Regions from separate parts of the Capsicum annuum genome. Here region 2 is linked to region 1. The links are chromatin contacts, called in public Hi-C maps. All regions are on one chromosome and are shown on one strand. Each heading gives the region's core, a stretch centred on a gene start, on an enhancer-like site or on the middle of the called end of the contact. The rest is flanking DNA. Distances are from core to core; before and after follow the strand shown. Region 1 overlaps LOC107863697. Region 2 has its middle 28 kb from the start of LOC107863696.

The links. A called contact is a pair of places that touch in the nucleus more often than the background predicts.
Region 2: a Hi-C map of leaf shows a contact between it and region 1, with 2.4 times the contacts expected there. The contact joins two enhancer-like sites. A contact is called at or near these places in 4 of 5 Hi-C or Micro-C datasets (bud, leaf and placenta).

The regions. Positions count from the first base shown.
Region 1 is chr3:132,901,395-132,906,042 of UCD10Xv1.1, reverse strand. LOC107863697 reads right to left here. Exons shown (of 9, transcript XM_016709769.2): 7 at 3,634-3,743; 8 at 2,325-2,456; 9 at 1,788-2,221. The coding sequence ends at 3,692. Among protein-coding and RNA genes, the nearest start is that of LOC107863697, 15 kb to the right of the region's middle. Within about 2 kb of position 1,937, at least 5 of the 5 cell types and tissues checked have an H3K27ac peak or open chromatin away from gene starts, as enhancers often do. A contact at or near this core is called in leaf, where this site is marked.
Region 2 is chr3:133,013,674-133,018,321 of UCD10Xv1.1, reverse strand. It overlaps the pseudogene LOC107865340. Among protein-coding and RNA genes, the nearest start is that of LOC107863696, 28 kb to the left of the region's middle. Within about 2 kb of position 2,186, at least 2 of the 5 cell types and tissues checked have an H3K27ac peak or open chromatin away from gene starts, as enhancers often do. A contact at or near this core is called in leaf, where this site is marked.

The DNA.
Region 1 (4,648 bases), core at 688-3,187:
TTTATATTACATGTGTTGTGATTCTTTTTTGATTGTTGCAGGTTTTACTGCTTTCAAAGGTGTTTGATAGTTTTTATGCAAATTTTAAAGACAACACTATATAGCACTATTATCATAGTTATTGCTCTTTTTTTCTCTGAAAGGTTATTCTATTTTTAGTGACTAATTTTGTTCCTAATGACAGCTAAATAGAGTTCTAAGTTAAAAAAATTTGTATTATAAGGGTATATCAAGAGTTTAATTTATAAATAGAAATCAAAATTTTCTTTTATCTATGAATTATTCATCTTTTTAGTTGCGTGAAATTCTATAGATTAATTTGTACATAATAAGAATGTAATCAATAATTTTGTAAAGATTAACTTTAAAAACAAAGATTTTAAATATAGACTCTAAAAAGAAAAATAACCGACAATAAGGAAAAGAGATATGAATACAAAAGAAAAAGTGTTTGACATAAAATATATAGGTGCTTACACTAAAAAATATGTTTATGTTTACATTATTATATTAAAGTGTGAAGAATCTTTGAAAAATAATTTGAATTTTTACAATTTATTAAAAAATTTTGCAATAAATAAAATTATTTAATTTTAAATAATCAAACGTTACACGTGCGAGACATATGCAACTAAACTAGTTTAAATAAATAATATAGCCACTCTTTTTTTCTTTACTCCGCCCACCACAATTTCATTACCCTACCCCGTCCCTCTATTTCCGCCATTTTTCATCACCTTTAGAGCTTCAATTAATGTCTGAGATAGAATTAGAAAATCTTCTCAAACCATAAAAGAAACTACAATTTCCCCAAGCAAGTGATAGATCGATCTGTTCATTAGATCTCACAATTGTTCTTAACAAAAAGATACCCATTTTTTCTTTAGATTTTGTTATAATTTAATCTCAAATCTCGATATCTACAGATATTTATTTCACCTCAAAAATCTAATTTTTTTCTATTAAAGTTAATACTTCAAATACAATTTTTCTCTCAATGTTTCCTTAATTTTTTTTTCCGCAAAAAATATAACACACAATTGTTCTTAACAAAAAGTTACCCATTTTTTCTTCAGATTTTGTTATAATTTAATATTAAATCTCGATATCTACAGATATTTATTTCACCTCAAAAATCTAATTTTTTTCTATTAAAGTTAATACTTCGAATATAATTTTTCTCCCAATGTTTCCTTATATATTTTTTTTCCGCAAAAAATAGAACTATTTTTCATTGAGAAACAATTTTATAGATCCACCACCCCCCCTCTTCACAATGTTTGGTTGTGGGTGGACTCTGGTTATTGGAGAGCTTCATCAACGAAGGAGCTCGTTGTTAATGGACGAAAATAGAGCAACAGGACTAGTTCGAGGTTGATTTTAGCTGAACAATGGTTGAGTAGTTGTTGGAGCTGTTCGTTGCTCCACCAAAAATGATGTTTTTGTGGGTTCTAATCGAAATCCAAAGAACACGGGAAAGCTCGGTTTAGTTGATTGTCAGTTGCTTCTAGTTGTGTTCCGAGAATGGTGAGACCAGAGATAAAGAAGAAATAATGGAGGTGGAAGTAAGAAGAGGTCCATAGAAGAAGAAGAAGAACGAAGGGGTGGGGGTGGAGGGGGGATATATCTGATTTTTAAAAAAAATAATTTCTCATGTATCACTAAAAAATGAAGTGAAATCCTGCATGTACTCGTTTGCATTACACACATTCATTGGATGAAAAAGGATTTAAAATTTTGTGTTTTGGTGAATTGAGGGGTTCAGATGACAACAGACTAAATCGAAATGTCCACAATACAAACTCTAACATGTATTAAAGTCCAGCAGATCATTTTGCCAATAAAAAATTGACGAGGAATCTTCCAAATAACTTACGAAGACAATAAAGCAGTATATCGAGTCTATTCTAGATATCCCATCAACATTACTAATGACCGCCTTTGCGCCAATCCAGGGGAAAAGAGGACGGGTCACAGCAGAGTTGAGAGCTGTTATAGTTGAAAATAGAAAGTGAAAAGGACATTTTTATTTCATACTTCGCTGGATGAATGACATTCAACCTACTTCCACACCTTTTTGGAATTGCTATCATCTAACAAAAGTAGAAATACTGGAGGGTAGACAGAAATAACTACTGGAAGAATGATACAGATCGAACCTAAAGCTAAATATGGTACACCATCTGAGACTTCCTCCATAAATGTCCAAGGGCCACCAATGCTGCAATAAGATGTATTTTAGAGAATTAAAAGCAAGTTAAAATCACTAATGACCCTAGAAGAGCTAATTCACAATATTGCAAGAAACTTGTGATTTCAATAACTTGGGTACTGTTGAAAATCTGAGGTCACTGTACGTTTCATGTGTTCCTCCTCTTAACATCTTTCCCTTTGCTGCTCCTCCAATTCATCTCACAACCCCCAAACCCTACTCCCAATATAACAAGTTCAGTAACCTGTACATTTTTTTAGTCTAAGTGAACCTCTAGGGAATTAAAGTCAACAGTTCAAATCACCAACCAGAAAATTGACTTCACAAGTTGACCAATGTAAATGTAAACTTGAAACCAAACAGGGAATATAGCTTGTTAACATGGCAAGTGAAATGGAGCAAGATACAACTTCACAGCGAAAATGTTCAACCACGAGAAGTAGGTGCAAATGATATACTACCTTTTTTCTGGGAACCAATGTCTAATAGGCATAGCTATAAATATATGTAATGATTTACTCGTATTAACTATCTATTTTTTTTAATTCTCTTTCCTTTCTTGGAATATGTATACTTGGTTATTTAAAACTCAATGGCTTGAGGGATTAATCAGTCTGAGTTCTTTCAAAACACATCACCTTTTACCAGCTTCAATATAATATAATACTAAATCCACATCGCTTTCCAAGAAGCAAAAAAAGCCTTGACCATATCTTTTCAAATATTCTCTGCATACTCTAAGATATCATGGTCTTTCTTTCTAGTTTAACAAATATCTATTTTTCTTTTTCGAAAGTCCATTTCATCATATTTCATACTCGAATATGCTGAATTTGACTACTCAATTTTTATTTTATTTTATTTTTTATTTTTTAAATTAACTTATAGCTTAGTACAGGGTAGATTAATAAGGCAAAATGATGAAGGAAGCTAAATTTTAAGCTTAATAGGGCACCCAAAATGATGAAGTATACCCTTACGAGGAAAGAAACCATTATTTTACCCACAACAAATAAGCAGCAACAAAAGTATCACAAGCATGATGAGATTGATGCAGCTGACACAAGCGACTCTTTGATGTATAGATGATAATAACATTACTTAATACAGCAAGTTGAATAAATTAACTATGAAAAGCAAACTATCTATAATATTAGGCACAGAAGATACAGTGATCCACAATAACGTCTTATCACATGCTCAGAGTTTTGGGTTAGTAGAAGTTTCCCATCTTTGCCACAGTGACAGATTTCTTTGGATTTAATCCACACATACCCACCTTTCTCTGGCCCACACAACCAGCACCAATAAAGGATTATGGCGGGAGGGAAGCAAAATAGGCAACAAACAGACCCTATATTTTCCATTATTAACAAAGAAAGATAGCTAAAAACAAAACAGATGTGCCACATCTTACTTACCTGATAAAATCCACGATCCAATAGCAGTTGCAATAGAAAGATAACTATCATATGACCCCTATGAAAAAGAGACATCACGAAATAGCCCTTTTGATTCATCATAAATCCATCTGCATAAAAAAGTTGACACAGTCACAGACATTTCAAATAAGAGATCTGAAACTAGGGGATCTCAAAAGGGCCACTGCTTATAGATGGGTCTGCATCTTATTAATTTACTAAAATAACTGCGACAACAACAGCAATCAATCAATTCTTTATTCAAAAACCTGAAGCATTTCATTATCTTCCTTTCTTTCGATATGCTAAATCCCAGGCAGCAAACCTCCTGCCCAGAAGTCAACAAAGACCCTTTTTGCACTTCGCACCGCTGGTGACTTGAACTCCCAACCTTGTGGTTGGAAGTGGAGTGTTGCTTCCCTATCACAACATCAGAAAACGAATGGATATATATGGACTTGGGCAATCCTCCCCTCATGAGCTAGCTCTTTTGAGGTTGAGTTAGGCCCAAAATCCATTCTTTACATGGTATAGAGCCTCTACAATCTTGGTAGAGAATCAAAGAGCTTCAGCTATCGGTGGGCGGCTATAATCTATATATGTTGCCCGTCTGGCCAATGATCATGTTAGCAAAAGTTAGGCCACCATACTTCTTTCCCATGACTTCTCATATCTAATTTATGTAGCGCCACGCATATTTTCAGTGACTACTTTCTCATATCTAATTGGTGTAGCACCATGCATCCTTTCGGTGACTACTTTCCCATATCTGATTTACGATAGCGCCATACATCGTTTCGGTGACTATTTTGTCATTTCTAATTTGGTAGCACTGCGCATCTCTCCAGACTACTTCTCATAATTAATTTGCGTAGTACCGTGCATCTTTCAAGACTACTTTCTCATATCTGAGTTGCATGACACCATGCGTCTTTCCGGTGACTCCTCAAATTTGATTTGCGTAGTTCCGTGTGTCTTTTCAGTGACTCCTTAGATCTGATTTGCGTAGGGCCGT
Region 2 (4,648 bases), core at 937-3,436, 110 kb before region 1:
GATGGCTTATAATGGTGGTTGCGGAGACAATGATTGATGTTAGTGATTAATAATGTTGGTGGTGATAATTGTGATGGTTGGTATTGTAGTGACTGTTATGATGGTGACAATTGATGATGGTGGTTGTTGTTATGATGTGACGTTGCTTGATGTTAGTAGTTTAAGGTGTTGATTGTGATGGCTAAAACATGAATGCATGATGATTGACGATGTGTTGATGCTAGTTGGAGATGTTATTTGTTGTGATGGTGGAGATGGTTGTTAGTAGAGATACATTGTAGCGATGGTACTGGTTGAAGTGGTGGTAGAGGTGGAGTTACTAGTGACAATGGTGGTGGCGGCCAAAGAATGTGTAGAGGTTGTGATGTATTAGTGGTAGTTAGTGGTGGTGCTAGTTGTGATAGATGAGTTAGTTGGTAGTAGAGATTGACTTGTAGTGGTTGCTGATTGTGGTGTTGTTGACGGCAGTGGTGACGGTGAATATAATTAGAATAAAAGAGATAGTAGGTGTGGTAGCGGTATTTTTTGTTGATGGTGGTTGTGATGGTGGAGGTGGTTGGTGGTGGTGGGTAGTGGTTGACAATGGTGATGGTGGCAGAGGTGGTTAGTGGTGGTCACTGCTGATTATGAACAGAGTGGTGAATATTATCCAACACCAGAATATCCCTTCAGACCTGTTAAGACTTGTTTCTAGATCTGAATGATTAAGGCTTATTCAGACCTATTAAGAGTTAAAACCTTAATAAAAAACAAATGCACTTAATGATCTGAAGTTTGAACCATTCAGATTCAGACCTCCATTAAGTGCAAACAAATAGCCTTAGTCCTCAATTACTTTTATACATTATATTGAGAATTATTTTTTGTTACGACGTATACAAGGCTCAAATATTGAATAAGAAAATTCAAGTAAATTTCTTTATTGAAGATATTTATTATAGAATATGATTAGTCCGATTGGTATTCAAATATCCCTATATGATTCATATATATGAATTTCCATAAGAGCAAATTCAGAAGCATAATGGACATCAAATACTTGAGTTACATACATATTTTTTATTTCGATTAGCTCCATTTTTGTTTGCGCATCTTTTTAGTGGTCTTTAAAGACTGGAAATTGCTATAACAATTTAGCTTTTATTTATTATATTGTTGTTATGTATAATCTTAGATTTTATCAAGTTTATGTGGCATACCTACATCTTACCAAAGATATAACCTTAGATAAGAGGATATGGAGATTGAAGATTTCGTTACAGGTTAGTACGCAACCAAGTGTTGTTTTATTTTCTTTATTTTCCTTGTCAATATTATTATTAATAACTCTTCTGCTATCGTATTCTTTGATTTTACTATTACCCGTTGTTTTTTTTGCTTGGCATATCATACTATTTTTAGTTGCTATTGTTCTTTTCTCCCGTATTTTCTAGCGTCTATCAAAAATAATTTATCTACCTTCACAAGGTCTCTAACCCCACTTGGGTGATCAATGGGTATGTTGTTGTACAAAGCTAACGTCTCCTAACTGTAGCTCTAGTAGAATGAAATATCTTATCATAAGAAAAGTGAAGTGTGTCAAAACAGCAAACAAGGCAAAGTGTCGCAATGTTTTAAGGGTTGAAAGAAACAAGGACTATGAAACCTCTAAATTACCCTCAGGGGCGGAACCAGCCTTAAGAACGGAGGTTCACCGAACCCCCTTCGATGAAAAATTATATTATTTATATATTATTAAAATTATATTTTATGTATATATAATAGATGTCGGCCCTCCTTCGATTAAGTTTTTCTTCAATTTTTTAATCCTCTTCGTCGAAATCCTGACTTTGCCTCTGATTACCCTAAATACATCCACTGAAGGAAAAAAGAAACTTGATATAACCTCCAACTAACATGACACAATTCTCAATTGGGAAGTCCTATGGAATGGAAATTTTGATACCATAAGTTCTTCCTAACTTGTAAGATAGTACACCTATATGTTTGAATTAGGTGGGGAAATGGTATCAACTCGAAGGTTGATTTTCAATGCTGAAAGTGTGATATTACACAAGAAAAAAGATAATAGCATGACACAAGTTAGAAAGGATGGAAATATCAGATAAAAATTTTAGATTGAAGTATCAGATTAAAAATGTTATCTCGAAATAGATGTAGAAGTTAGCATATTCCTTTATAGTTTGCTTGTCAGCTGCTGTCAAAACCAGATACCTAACATCACCATACATCATAGTAATAAAAAGAAAAATCATTACACTTAATGGGGCCTAAATAAATTTGAATTCGAACTGAAAAGTCTCATATGGGAGGGTAAGTGATTTCTAGCAAAAGTGATTTTGTATCTAGGGGACTCAAACCCGAGACATTTCTTATTGGTAGTGGGGTTTAGGAAACTTTCTTAGCTGTAAGAGAAGGGGGACCAATAATTATGATCTGCTTTTATGTATCTAACTAGATAAGCATGTCCATGTTATTCACGGCCCAACAATCCAAATTCGAAGAGAGATTAATTTATGTTTAATTTTAGTTGCTCTACTTTGAAAACTAAATTGGCATACATATCTCATAACCATAATTTACAAATGCAAAAGCAAAGTTTCATCATTTACAACAGAGTGACAAGCATAAGATCAGATCATATTGAAATAAGGATAATGGTACATAAAAGAAAATAAAACTAATTCAATGTCTAGAAACAACCAATTCAAGTGTGAGAATGAAAATCATTCTTTGACCAATGGGAGATCTGTTAGGTTGTGGAGCTTGATTAATATGTGACGTACTGTTAGGTTGCCGGGGGTGTGGGGCGGAGCCCCAACCCAAATTTCAGGCTGTACCTTTTATTCTCATTTCTCTGTGTAATCGTACATACTCCGAGTCATTAATATAAATAGCCCGTACGCCGTGGAGGTTACCCACTGGTGTTACCACGAAATTAATTCTCTCTCTCCTAAAGAACTATCTCTCTAGTTTCTTCATCCTCTCCACAGATTTAGTGTGTAAACTGCTAATCAATCCTAACAAGATCAACTTCAAAATCTAAATTGAGAGCTTAGTATCTCGATTACCAACAATTAGGAGAACTGATTCTGCAGATTCTTCTTCAAGTATCTTTTTTCAACTTTTTCTATCCAACATTATTCTTGTTTTGACAGAAAATACACATCTGTTGCATTTCAAAATATATTTCTTTCTCATCACTAAATATACAACCTAGAAAGAAAAAGTTAGATGTAACATGGTGTTAGTCTTATGATATAACAACTCAGATAATATTTAATACACATTTGCATTCGCATAATAAAGGTGCAAAATCTGAAAAAAAAAATATTACTCAATAGAATAGAGGTTGAGAGATTTTATAGTGCAAAATCCACAATAAAATAATAATTGGTAGAATAAAGGTTAGAGAGATTTCACAGTGTGAAATCCACAATAAAATACTCATCAATAGAATAAAGATTTGGCAGATTTCATTCTCAAACCATGTGTTATAAAAGAAATGTGTGTCGTGTCTATAAAAATAGAGCTATCTTCACTAACATGAAACATCATGACATATAACTCAAACACTCACTTGAGCAGGCACGAATGAATAGATATAAAACAATCACAAGTTTTTAGGATGAAAGATTTTCTAGCCAACGTTGCAGAGTATGTATTCACGGCAACAACTTCCAACCTTGGCTGCTCTCTTATGTGTGATTTTTTCATATTGATGAATAATATAGAACTCATTTCGAAAGTTGTAAATAGGGGCATTAAGTCAAGAAGTCAATTTTCAAAAGACCACAAACAGGTTTGACATGAGCACTTTTTATCTTTCTATTTTTGTGTTAGTTTTTAATTTTTTGGCCATTAGCAAATTCGAATGGGCAAAACTTAAGCTCAATCTTAATGTTACTGGATTTTTCATTTAGCAGTCGTATCTCTTGGGGCAACTTCTACTGTCTTTACAATTTAAGGATAGATTCAAAAGGTCGCACAAAGTTAACTTTAAGTTGAGCAGTTAAATGAAGTAGCATAAGTCCAACACCCTGAACAATTTCAAGGTTACTCCTTCAATTGAGAGAACAGATCTTTTCAGAATTCTATGCAGGTCATACCTTAAGTTTCGTCATGCTACTATTTCTCTTATCTTTTCGCAACAATTTCCTCCACAATCCAAGAACAATTCTTTTCTTGCTAGGTACGATAGGCTGGGAGCCAGAAACCGCTTCATTTCTTGAATGTGTACTCTCATTTGTCAATGGAGACTTTTCTGGTTGTTTCACTGATCCATCAACACTGGAAGAAGTATTTCTCTTGGCATCCAGAACATTTCTTTGGGGTTGTCATGGGAGCACTAGTTGTTTCTGAAGTTGTAGATATCAGCTTATCAGAGAGAGATGCATCCCCAGGCGAGGCCAATGCCTTCAATTGCTTTCCTAGGTTCAGAATAGTCTCTTGACCCTCGACCAACTTTTCTGAAGATGCAGTGATCTCTCAATCCTAAGAAATTGAACAAAATGTGTATGTCAATGATGTTAGTACACATTTGATAGAGAGTTACAGAACTCGACTTGTTAATAAATAGAACTCGACTACTTCTTGAAATAGGCAATGAGATATATCATATCATTTACAACACTATATTTTTGGTTTT